Linked DNA regions of Rattus norvegicus: region 1 is linked to region 2. Evidence: chromatin contacts called from public Hi-C data. All regions are on one chromosome and are shown on one strand. Each heading gives the region's core, a stretch centred on a gene start, on an enhancer-like site or on the middle of the called end of the contact. The rest is flanking DNA. Distances are from core to core; before and after follow the strand shown. Region 1 overlaps Ttc41 (tetratricopeptide repeat domain 41). Region 2 holds the start of Uqcc6 (ubiquinol-cytochrome c reductase complex assembly factor 6).

Region 1 (5,391 bases), core at 822-3,321, 45 kb after region 2:
TATCTGTGCTCACGCTTGTTTGCTTGGGTAAGTTTTAACTCTCCGTGGCTTGATCCTATCTGTTTTGTTTGTTTGTTTGTTGTTTTGAGACCTATTCTCTTGTAGTTCTGGGCAGCCTCAATCTTTCTGTGAGTCAAGGACGGCCTTGACTGCCCGTCTCTACTTCCCAAGTGCTGGGATCACAGCCTGCCGTACCCAGCTATGGTTTTCTATTTATAAAATGTGGATTTAACCCGTAAAGTACCTTTGGGCATTTAAGAGATTGACTAGGGTAGAGTAAAAAAGACAAAGGCAGTCAGTGCGGGTCCGGACATCCAGAAAGCACTGACAAACTTTAGCATTGCTGTGCTCCTGCTGCACACATGGGCATTCGCATGCATCTGACTGACTGACTGACTGACTGACTGACTGACTGCCGGTGATGGTCCACCTCTTCTAATCTACCTGCATGTGCTTCTAGGTCCCCATAAGACTGAGGTGCCTCACAGTGACTTTGGATACGTTCATACAGTTCACATGCTGCAGGGCCGGGTGTTTGAGTCTCTTTCTGTCCTCCTGGTGGCTTTCTGTGAACAGGCAGGGGAGAATGCGGATGGCTGGGGTTCTCTTGGGTTGCACCCCCTGCGTCCGTAAAGCAGGCCAAAGGAGCAGAAGCAGGTGTGACTGTCCCCATCATCCTCCTAGTCCTATTCTGGCTCGTTCCCCAAGGTGTTCACTTGGGCTAGGCAGCTGGTGATGTAAGCTCAGCCGAACACACCCAATTATGATTTTATTCCCCAAGCGAGTTGTTATTTTAAAGGGGTTCAGAGCGCTCCTAATAAAAACAAGCTGTTGTCTTTCAAACAAGTAGCCTTTTAGCCTGTCAGCAGTGAGATGGAGCCAGGAAAGCCAATAAATCACGGGCGCCACTGAACGGGCGAGCACCAATCCTCATCCACGGTGGAGGATCAGGAAAAGAAGCTTTGGGCTTGGCCCGCAGTTCCAGCTCTTCTTTTGACTAGCTGGGTGATCTTGATCAGTTTACTCAAGCTCTTTAATGCCGCCCCTCCCCCCACCTGTAAAACATACTCCCTAAGGCCATTGGAAAGATAAAGCTGTCAAGAGTTGACGGCGGGACCTGCTGGTACTGGCTGCTAATGTTTTTTGGCTGCTGTTGTTATTTACTTTGGGGATTAGCATTCCGAGTTGGAGGGAAAAACAAAACCAGCCAGCGCACTAGTAAGGGAAACAAGACTCTCCCACTCTGGTTCACCACCAAGCAGAAGGAAGGCTGCAGTAAAAGAGTCTGCCTTGTAGCTGTTGCAGCCTAATTAGGTCCAAATGGTGCGGGACATTTTCAGCCCCCACCACCGCGCGCAGCTGGCTTCCGGGATGAGGTGGAAGTGGGTGCAGGAGGCAGAGCCGCCGCTGAGAGAGTGCAGCTGCGCAGTGCAGATTCAGCTAACTGCGGCCCATTTTTCTGTGGCCGACCTCTGTTCTCTGCATCTGCAAGCATTTCTCCGTGAGGTGCGAGTAGCAGGGGCCCTTCCGCTCTTTGACACCAAATACCACACGCGACATATCCCTTCCAGGACAAAGCGTTATGTTGGAGAACTGCCACTGTCGGACTCTCCTGACTTCTGAGACATGCTTTGTAGAGTCAAGTTTTCTTTTGATGCAGTTCTCTCCTCTCCACGGTTCCCTAGAACTGGATGGCACTCCTACAAGGCGAGTTCTCCAGACTGTAGGCTCCCTGAGCACCAGGCATCCGGTTAAGGGCTTCTTCAGCTCCTGTTCCAGGCCTTGACCAGCCTTGGCACCCTGACATCCAGACTGCCAGGGCCACCATTGGCACTACTGGTAGAGTAGAGAGTCTAAACCCTGGCTTCTGTTGACTCTGAAGCTCTTTGTCCTCAATACTAAGCTATGTAGCCTTCTAGAGGCAAAAAAAAAGGAAAAAAAAAAAAAAAAAAAAAAAAAAGAGGAACCTCTCTCAGCCTTTTGGAAGATTTCCTTCTTGGTCCTCACCCAACATTGGCTCACAAGAGAACCTACCTTTGAGTTGGTGATGTGAAATGGGCAGAAAGCCTCAGAAGGACCTGCCAGGCCTTGTGTCCTGGGCCAAAATCACTTCCTAGCCTGACTTTTGTCCTTGGCTCCATGTATTTGGTTTCTCTGGAGTAGACCCATCACCTCAGGTCCCTTCCCTCCATTTTCTCTGGTGGTGAAATACTTGTCATTCATGGGCCACCCCTCTGTAAGACTGTAAGACTGACTGACAGCCTGTGTAGCCCCAGCCCTCGTGAGTGTGTGTGTGTGTGTGTGTGTGTGTGTGTGTGTGTGTGTGTTGCTTCATGTGGATAGCTCCCTCTGAGTACTGTGAGCTTACCCTGTGTGGTCTCCCAGTACTGTGTGTTTTAATGCTTGTCTTCCCCCGAAAGCCCTGTAAGTTCAGAGAGTATGCCTATTTTATTGGTTATTGATAAACCCGGTGACTGGAACAGGCATAGAGGATTTCCAATAAATCTTGTGTTGAATGACGCTCTCTACCTACATGACCACACACAAGAGCATGCACACACAGAGAGAGCTATGTCTGCCTTTTGGTGAGTCATTAAGTGGGGGATTTAAACATTTGAGATGTTAACATTTAAGTCAGACAGCAGGCCTTTAATGGAGATGGATTGGCTCTTATCAAACAAAGGGAGATCTTTAGGATCATTTTCCAGTACCATCATGTTATCATTTTCTTGAGCATCATCTTAAGGAAAAATAGCTATGCTCACTAGACTGTCTTTTGCTTGGTGCTTTTCTTCTTTGTGATGATTTTGCATAAAACTCTCATAGCCTGGGCTGGAGGGATGGCCCAGTGATGAGAGCCCGAGCTGCTCTTCCAGAGGTCCTGAGTTCAGTTTCCAGCAACCACGTGGTGGCTCACAACCACCTGGGATCTGATGCCCTCTTCTGGTGTGCAGGCACACATGCAGATAGAGCACTCATACAATCAATCAATTAATCAATCAATCTTAAAAAAAAAACAAAAACCAAAAACAACCCTCCATAGTCTTTGGACTGCTGGGGATGTGGAGACAGGAGAATCCCGGGAGCTCACTGGTCAGTTTGTGTAGCAGCATTTGTGAGTTCCAGATTCAGAGAGACCCTGCCTCAAAGACTTAGGTGGGGAGGAGAATTGAGACGACCAGACATTTACCCCGCCCCTCTCCCACACATGTGTGTACACATACGAAGCCTGCACAAATACCACACATAGCATTTTTATACGAAATCCTGAAAATGTATCGGAGACATCTGGTGACAGATACCATCACTACTTTGGCCTGCGTGTCTTGAGGAAGCCAGCCCAGCATGTGCCTGTGTCAGCCACACAGCTGGAGTGGCTGGCACTCGTTCCCCAACCTCTCTGCCTCCCCAGCCATCAGCACACATGAGCAACGATGGGAAGGTTCCCACCTAACCTGAAACTTCTGTATCGTAGGTCCCCAGCTTGAAATGGATTTCCTCAATGAAGACTCGAATGTCTTGGTCTTTTCGCTTCTCATAGAAGTGTTCATGGCCGCTATCAGCCTAAAGCCGTGCATCCTTGTATTAGATGGGATCGAAGAGCTGGTCGGTATTTATGGGATTTCAGGTCAGAAGGTAACATCTTTTAAAAATAACATTTACTTTTTAAAAAGGAAGAGTCCATTATTTAGGGCGTGTATAATACATTTCTACTGTGTTGTGTTTCTAGGTATGTCTGTCATTGATTTTAACTATGGCTTTATGCTTTATTAGACAAATACTTACGTGCCATTCACAATGGGCTTGGCTCCATGTTAGGAGCTTTAAACGTATCAACATGTTCTTTTTGGCCCAGAATCAAAGGTCTAGAATGCACACAGCCATTCAAGAAGAGACTACTCATCATCCTTGCTTGGACAGAGGGCAGAGAAAGGTTAGGCTATCTAGGTGTTATCTGAGATCCAAAGATAATTAAAAGGTAGGATCAGAACCCAGACAAAGAGGGCCAGTGGGATGGCTCAGTGGTAAGGGTGCTTACTGCCATGGCTGACAACCCAAGTCCAGTGCCCAGGATCCACATCGTAGGAAAGAACCCATTCCCAAAGTTATCCCATGACACCTGCCTGCACACACATATGTGCACACAAAATACATAAATGGAAACATCATAAAAATTTGTAAATGATCAAGAAAATATCATATTAGGTATACCGTGACAGTTTTGCTGCAAAAAGTAACAATTCCTTAGTATATAATGCAAGGCCTTCTTATTTTATTAAGTGGTCCAAATTGCCTTTTACTAGATTTTTTCCCCTGATTATTACTGTAGGTTATTCTTCAGAAGGGAGAGTCCGGATTTGTACTATTAAGATTCATAACAGATGAGTCAGTCAAATGTGGTTCATTCTGTGTGATTTTTTTTTAAACTACCCTATTCAAGTTACCCTCTCTGTACTCGCATACAATTGCTCATGGACTCTAAAAGAAAATTTAAGGTCTTTGAAGTTTTCCAATGTCTCCGATAGGCGAAAGATTTCTCCTGGCTGCCGCGCTCGCTCCCTCCTCACTGTAAATTCATTCTGAGCAGCGTCTCCTCCAGTCTGTCCTGCAAGTCGCTGTGTGCCCGCCCTGACGTGAAGACCGTGGAGCTCAACAGCCTGGGGGACGAGGACACAAAGTTCAGCATCTTCAGGCAGCACCTTTCAGCTCCCGACCAAGAACGCTTTGGGCAGAGCAAGCCCATTTTGCGGAAGAAACCAAACCTGAACCCTCTGAAGCTCACGCTCATCGCCAGCGAGCTGCAGGAGTGCAGAATCTACCGCAACGAGTTCCAGTGTCTGAGGGAGTACTTGGAGGTTGCCTCTGTGCAGGAGCTCTGGGAGCTGATCCTGAAGCGCTGGGTTGAAGATTATAGTTGGCCTTTGAAGCACAAAGAGACGACCGTAGACAACGTGATTTCAGGTGCGTGGTAGCTGATCCCAGACGGACCTCAGTCCTTCAAGCTTCTCCTCTTCTATGGCTCCATTGGAGAGGGTTGTTCTCGTTTCTCGGTTGTTTTGTCTCTGCTGCCCCCTGCTGGTGCAGTCCCTCACCAAGGAGAACGGTATTCCCTGGCTTTGTTTTGCTTCTGAGACAGGGTCTATCTGCGTTGTTCTGGCTAGAACTTGCTGTGTAGACCAGGCTGGACTCAAATTCACACAACTCCACCTGCTTTTTGCCTCTCAAGTGCTGGGACTGAAAGTGTGTACCACACACCCAGCTCTCCTGGCATCTCGATTCCTGACTTCCCCTTTGACTCTCTCCTAGACCTTTCTCAGTTCTGTCACAGCTCTTTTCTTCCAAGCTGGGGTCAAAAACAAACAAGCAACACGTTGGCTCCTCTTGAGAGTC
Region 2 (5,398 bases), core at 275-2,774:
CTCAATATCCTATTTTGGGAGCTCCAGGTCAGTGAGACATCCCAGTCTAGAAAAGAAAGGAAAGGAAAACAGAGAGGTATGGACAGTGCCTGAGGTGTGATGCTCCCGAAGTTGTTCTCTGACTTCTAAAGCACACGTGCGCACACATGAACTGTCACAGAGAACAACTTGGGGATAATGTTGATTGCCTCAGTTGTGAGAATAGTCTTCCAGATGTAGATGTGGTATCATGAAGTTAAAGAAAAGATGTGTGGGGGTTGGGGATTTAGCTCAGTGGTAGAGCGCTTGCTAGGCCCTGGGTTCGGTCCCCAGCTCTGAGAAAAAAAAAAAAAGAAAGAAAGAAAGAGAGAAAGAAAAAGAAAAGAAAAGATGTGTGTGTGTGTGTGTGTGTGTGTGTGTGTGTGTGCGCGTGCGCGTGCGCGCGCGCGCGCCTGTGCATGCACGCATGCGCGCAAGAAAAGAATTTACAGAGCTGTCTTTCTACTTTCATCACATAGGGCTGGGGGAACAAAATCGTGTCGTCAAGTTTAGTGACAAACCCCCCTCAGTCCCTGAGCAATTTTGGGCCCAGAGTTTAAAAAATCATTATGATGACTCCTGTTGCAGGATACCATCTTAATGCATCAGAATTCTTGCAGTTTGCCAACATAAACGTACACTCAAAGCATGATTTTTAAAAAACACTCACAGATTAAGTAATGAGATTGGATGTTTCTTTTCCAGTAAAATTGTGACCCAAAGGTACTGTACCTTGGTGTGACTCTGTGTAAAGTATCAAAGAACCTCAGGAACTGGGAGGATAAAGATTGAGCCGCTCTCTCTAGAGCAATGGTTCTCAACCTTCCTAATGCTGCCACTCTGCCACACCCTCAGGATTTTTAATTTATTTGAATACCCTCTAGCTGTGATGAGCCCCAACAATAAAATTTATTCTGTTGCTACTTTTTAACTGTAATTTTGCTACTATTATGAATTGTAAATATGATATACAGGAAATCTGATACACGACCCCAGAAAAAGGTGAGTCCTTCCAAAGGTCTCATGATTTACAGGTTAAGAAAGGGTGTTGTGGGGGGTTGGGGATTTAGCTCAGTGGTAGAGCGCTTGCCTAGCAAGCGCAAGGCCCTGGGTTCGGTCCTCAGCTCCGAGGGAAAAAAAAGGGGTGTTGTATGATGTCCCCGTCGAGCGTGCAAGCGAAACCCCGCCTCTTCCTAGCCACTTGGCACACGTGCCGGTTTTCTTTGTGCGAAAGGACAAACGATGCCGTAAACACCACAAAGGCCAGGAGAGGCAAACGCAGGATTGGGACAGTGTCCAGGAGCGGGGATCCCAGGCTGGCTAAGGTGTGGAAACGGTCAAACAAGACAAAAAACCCAGGGGGGGTAGGGGTGAGTCCAGTGACCCACTTTCGTCAGAACCATTCGAGTGCGCATGCGTGCCCGTTGCCCTCACTTTCCGTTCCGTCGCTGCGCGGGATCCTGTACATTGGTTCCTATCCGCTGGCGGTCCGCTTCAACTCTGGAGGAACCCTGTGGCCGGTCGCCCTGCGCGTGTGCACTCCGCGGTACAGTCTCCCATGCGCATAGTCGTGGGCAGGAGCGAGGGGCTGAGGGAGCAAGGAACCACCGAGTCCACCTTCCCCTGCTCGGCGGGCGCTGGCTGCACCTAGCGGGCCCTCAGCTCGCCGGTAGCGGGGAAGGAGGTTGCCCGGGCACCCGAAGCAGCATTGCGACTCCGCTTCCTCTAGCACCCTGGTGCCTCAGTGGTCAGGCTGTCTGAAAGCTACCCTGCCCTCTAACGCTGTGCCCTTTCCGTCTCTGCCAGTTCTCCACCATGCCCGGGGGCGTGCCCTGGTCGGTCTACTTGAAAATGCTCTCCTCCAGCCTCCTGGCCATGTGCGCCGGAGCCCAGGTGGTGCACTGGTACTACCGGCCTGACCTGGTGAGTGCTGTGGGGTTCATGCCCACCCTAGAAGTGACACCCCAGCGTTCTGTCCAATTTGCTTAGTTCCTCTTGACATTTAGGTTGTTCCCAGTGTTTGGATAACTAGTGCTGCAGCAGCTTCCTCTTAACACTCAAGACTATGTCTACTAGTTATGGTGAGCCAGCCTAGTCTACAGAGCGACTTCAGGGGCATCCGGGGCTACATAGAGAAACCCCGACGCGGGAGTCGGGGATACACACACACACACACACACACACACACACACACACACACACACACACACACACGCACCCCACACTGAAGTATCAAGAAACTTACTATGACAGAAAGTGGCATGAACGTCCCTTGGAAATGCAGTTTTGTGTTTCGTTTGTGCAGGAGTAGTTATCCTCAGGTCTTTTACCGAAGAAATAATGCCTAGAATTTGATCCTGTGAAGTTGACTTGATTCATCTCATTACTATTGGAGATGTGCAAGGGTTGTTACCAGCAGCTACCTGTATTTGGGGAGAAAGCAACACAAACCCACGGTTTCTAAAATGAGCGGTACTAAGGGTCCGTCTGGTTAGGTGGTAATATTGGCAGTAGAGCATCTTTACTGGTAGACTAAGAGACCAAGGCTGCTATAGGATGTTGTATGGTTTCCTCCGATTTAAGGGATTTATGTCCTTTACCTGCCTTGTCTTTTGGAATTATTCCAGCCACCACTATTATAACTGAAAATTTTAGAAAGAGAGCAGAGGAGACCGTGGTGGCTGCCCAAAGTTGGTACTCAGTACTGCTTTAGGGGAAAACTGCTAAGGTGTTTTGTTTCAGTTGTCCAGCATAACTCACTAGGATAGCAAAAGAGACAACTGTGTTCTTTTAGTTATCTAGACCGAGCCCCAGAAGTCATCCTAATTCACCTCTTACTGCATGCCTCAACAAATATTACTGGGTGAATATGGAAGGAAAGTACATCCACATATGCTCCCCACACTTATGCCTTCGCTAGCCAAGCCACTGTCAGTTTATCTCTTCAGTTAAGACAATAGCTTCCTGCCCATCTTCTGCCCTCCACTCCCGCTTTTCCTGAAACTTCTCAACACAGCTTCCATTGCTGTTTTTTTTTTTTTTTGGTTGTTATTTGTTTGTTTGTTTGTTTTTTTCTATCCTGGAGTCAGGCCATGTCATTCTCCTCAAAACTCACCAGGATCTTCCTGCTTCCAGAGCAAAGCCACGGACTCCTTATGTCCCCTCTACCGCCCACCAACTAGCTTTCTAACCTGCTGAACACGGTCAGATGTACTGATGCTTTTCCTTGAATACGAAGGCACAGTCTGTGGTCAGATCCTCTGCCCTTGGGATCCTATTAGCCCAAAACACTCCTAGACGTCTGCAAGACTGTGTCCTCATCCTCCTCATCTGTGTTCTGAAGTGACCTGAGCCAAAAGCCTGAGCAGAGGTGCTCACCATCTAACAACCATGAAGTGCAGTCTGCAGTCAGAACCACTTACTCTGATGGCCATAGAAGAACAGTTGTCAAGGACAAGGAGAAATTGGAACCTTCGAGAGCTATCCCCGGGGAATATAATGTCACGAAGCTGCTTTGTTATGTAACTAATCGGCTAGTTCCTCAAACAGCATATATGTTCCAGCAATTTCCCAGTGTAGGTTTTTACCCAACAAATACCAAGACATCTGTCATACTTACTTGTTTGATTCAGTACATGTTCATAGGTGGGAACAATCCAGATACCTGAATACCTATAGAAAACATGGTACATCTATATAGGGGAATATTATTCAGTGATCCTACATGAGTGAACCTTGCAAACACTACAGGAAAGGATTGAGTCTCAAAAGACCACATGATATATGCTGGTCAAATGTATGTGGACAGAATTGGCTTGCAGGAACTGTTTGGGAATGGAATAGGAGTTTCTTTTTAAGCATAAAAAATTTTTGTAATTTTGTGATAGACTCACAGTTCTAATTATACTGAGAACCATTTTTTTTTCCTTCTCCTTGGTGGTGCTGGGACTCAGCCACACACGTGCTGCACCCATTTCCTTCTGCCTTCCTGAAACGCAGAATTGTGTGTGTTTCTCATGACTATGCGTATCACCTGATGGCCACTTCCTGTCTTTTGAGTGCATTAACTACTAATAGTTAATTCCCAGGCCTGGTGCATGGTAGAGAGGAGCAAATAGTGCGGGAATAGATTTCCAAATGATGGATTTTCATTTGAAATTACTCACAATTGTGAATCAATTGGATTTATCCCTATGAATCCAGTAGGACTCAAGATTTGCAGGATGATATATTCAGACAGCAAGAAATCGACATCAACCAGGAGTCCACGTAATAATGGTCTGTTGTTGAGGAGCGTGTATGAGGCTTTTGTTCTTTCTAAAGCTTTTAACAGCTTTTTACACATTGAACGGTTGTCTCGGAATGTGGTGGCATCTGTTTTTTGGCTTTTGTTTGTTTTTTTTTTTTGTAGACAATACCTGAAATTCCACCAAAGCCTGGAGAACTCAGAACGGAGCTTTTGGGACTGAGGGAGAGACACCGTGAATCTCAGGTCTCACAGCAGTAGAAACCTCAAAATACAGCTGTGCAAAGAACTCTGTGAATGATGCTTTAAATATGTATTTTAAAATTTATTAAGTAAAACAACTTTTTTTTTTTTTTTTTGCTTCTTTTTTTCGGAGCTGGGGACCGAACCCAGGGCCTTGCGCTTCCTAGGCAAGCACTCTTCCACTGAGCTAAATCCCCAACCCCGTAAAACAACTTCTTAAAACACCTAATCCAGGGTGCTGGAAATATCGTACTCAACTGTCTGCTCTTCCAGAGGTCCTGAGTTCAATTCCCAGCAACCACATGGTGGGTCATAACCATCTATATTGAGATGTCCCCTCCTCTGGCCTGCAGGCAGAATGCTGTATTCATAATAAATACATCTTAACAACAAAAACCCCAAACCACCTAATCCAAGGGCAAAAATGCTGGTTGATAAGAACTGATAAACTTGTGTTTTGGTCAGTATTTTTTTTTTTTTTTTCTTTTTTTCGGAGCTGGGGACCGAACCCAGGGCCTTGCGCTTGCTAGGCAAGCGCTCTACCACTGAGCTAAATCCCCAACCCCCGGTCAGTATTTTTTAAGGATGGTCACTATACATCCTTGGCTACCTAGAACTTGCTATGTAGGTCAAGCTGGCATCCAGTTCACAAGATCTGTAAGTTTATAAAAAGGTCTTACTATATGTGTAGGCCATGCTGCCCTCAAACTTAACCTGACTCCACTTCCCAGTGAAGTTACAGGTATAAAGGACCTGCTTGGTCCAGTCTCTCTAGAACTGAACAGTGTCTCTAGCATTTGACTGGGTAGGTGCTTATTCAGTATCAGAGGCCATTTGCAGTGGCTCCTTCCATTATGATTCTTCTCTGAATGAGCTTAATTATAATGGCCA

What was found. Hi-C and Micro-C count contacts between places; a contact is called where the count stands out from the background.
Region 1: a Hi-C map of liver shows a contact between it and region 2, with 2.9 times the contacts expected there. The contact joins the enhancer-like site here to the promoter of Uqcc6 in region 2. A contact is called at or near these places in 4 of 12 Hi-C or Micro-C datasets (hepatocytes, kidney and liver).

What each region holds. Positions count from the first base shown.
Region 1 is chr7:23,035,625-23,041,015 of GRCr8, forward strand. It overlaps Ttc41 (tetratricopeptide repeat domain 41), which reads left to right. Exons shown (of 15, transcript NM_001170605.1): 4 at 3,476-3,636; 5 at 4,527-4,962. Among named protein-coding and RNA genes, the nearest start is that of Ttc41, 19 kb to the left of the region's middle. Within about 2 kb of position 2,072, at least 44 of the 93 cell types and tissues checked have an H3K27ac peak or open chromatin away from gene starts, as enhancers often do. A contact at or near this core is called in liver, where this site is marked.
Region 2 is chr7:22,991,049-22,996,446 of GRCr8, forward strand. Uqcc6 (ubiquinol-cytochrome c reductase complex assembly factor 6) reads left to right here and starts at 1,525. Exons shown (of 3, transcript NM_001135566.1): 1 at 1,525-1,564; 2 at 1,825-1,941; 3 at 4,430-4,618. The coding sequence starts at 1,834. The coding sequence ends at 4,525.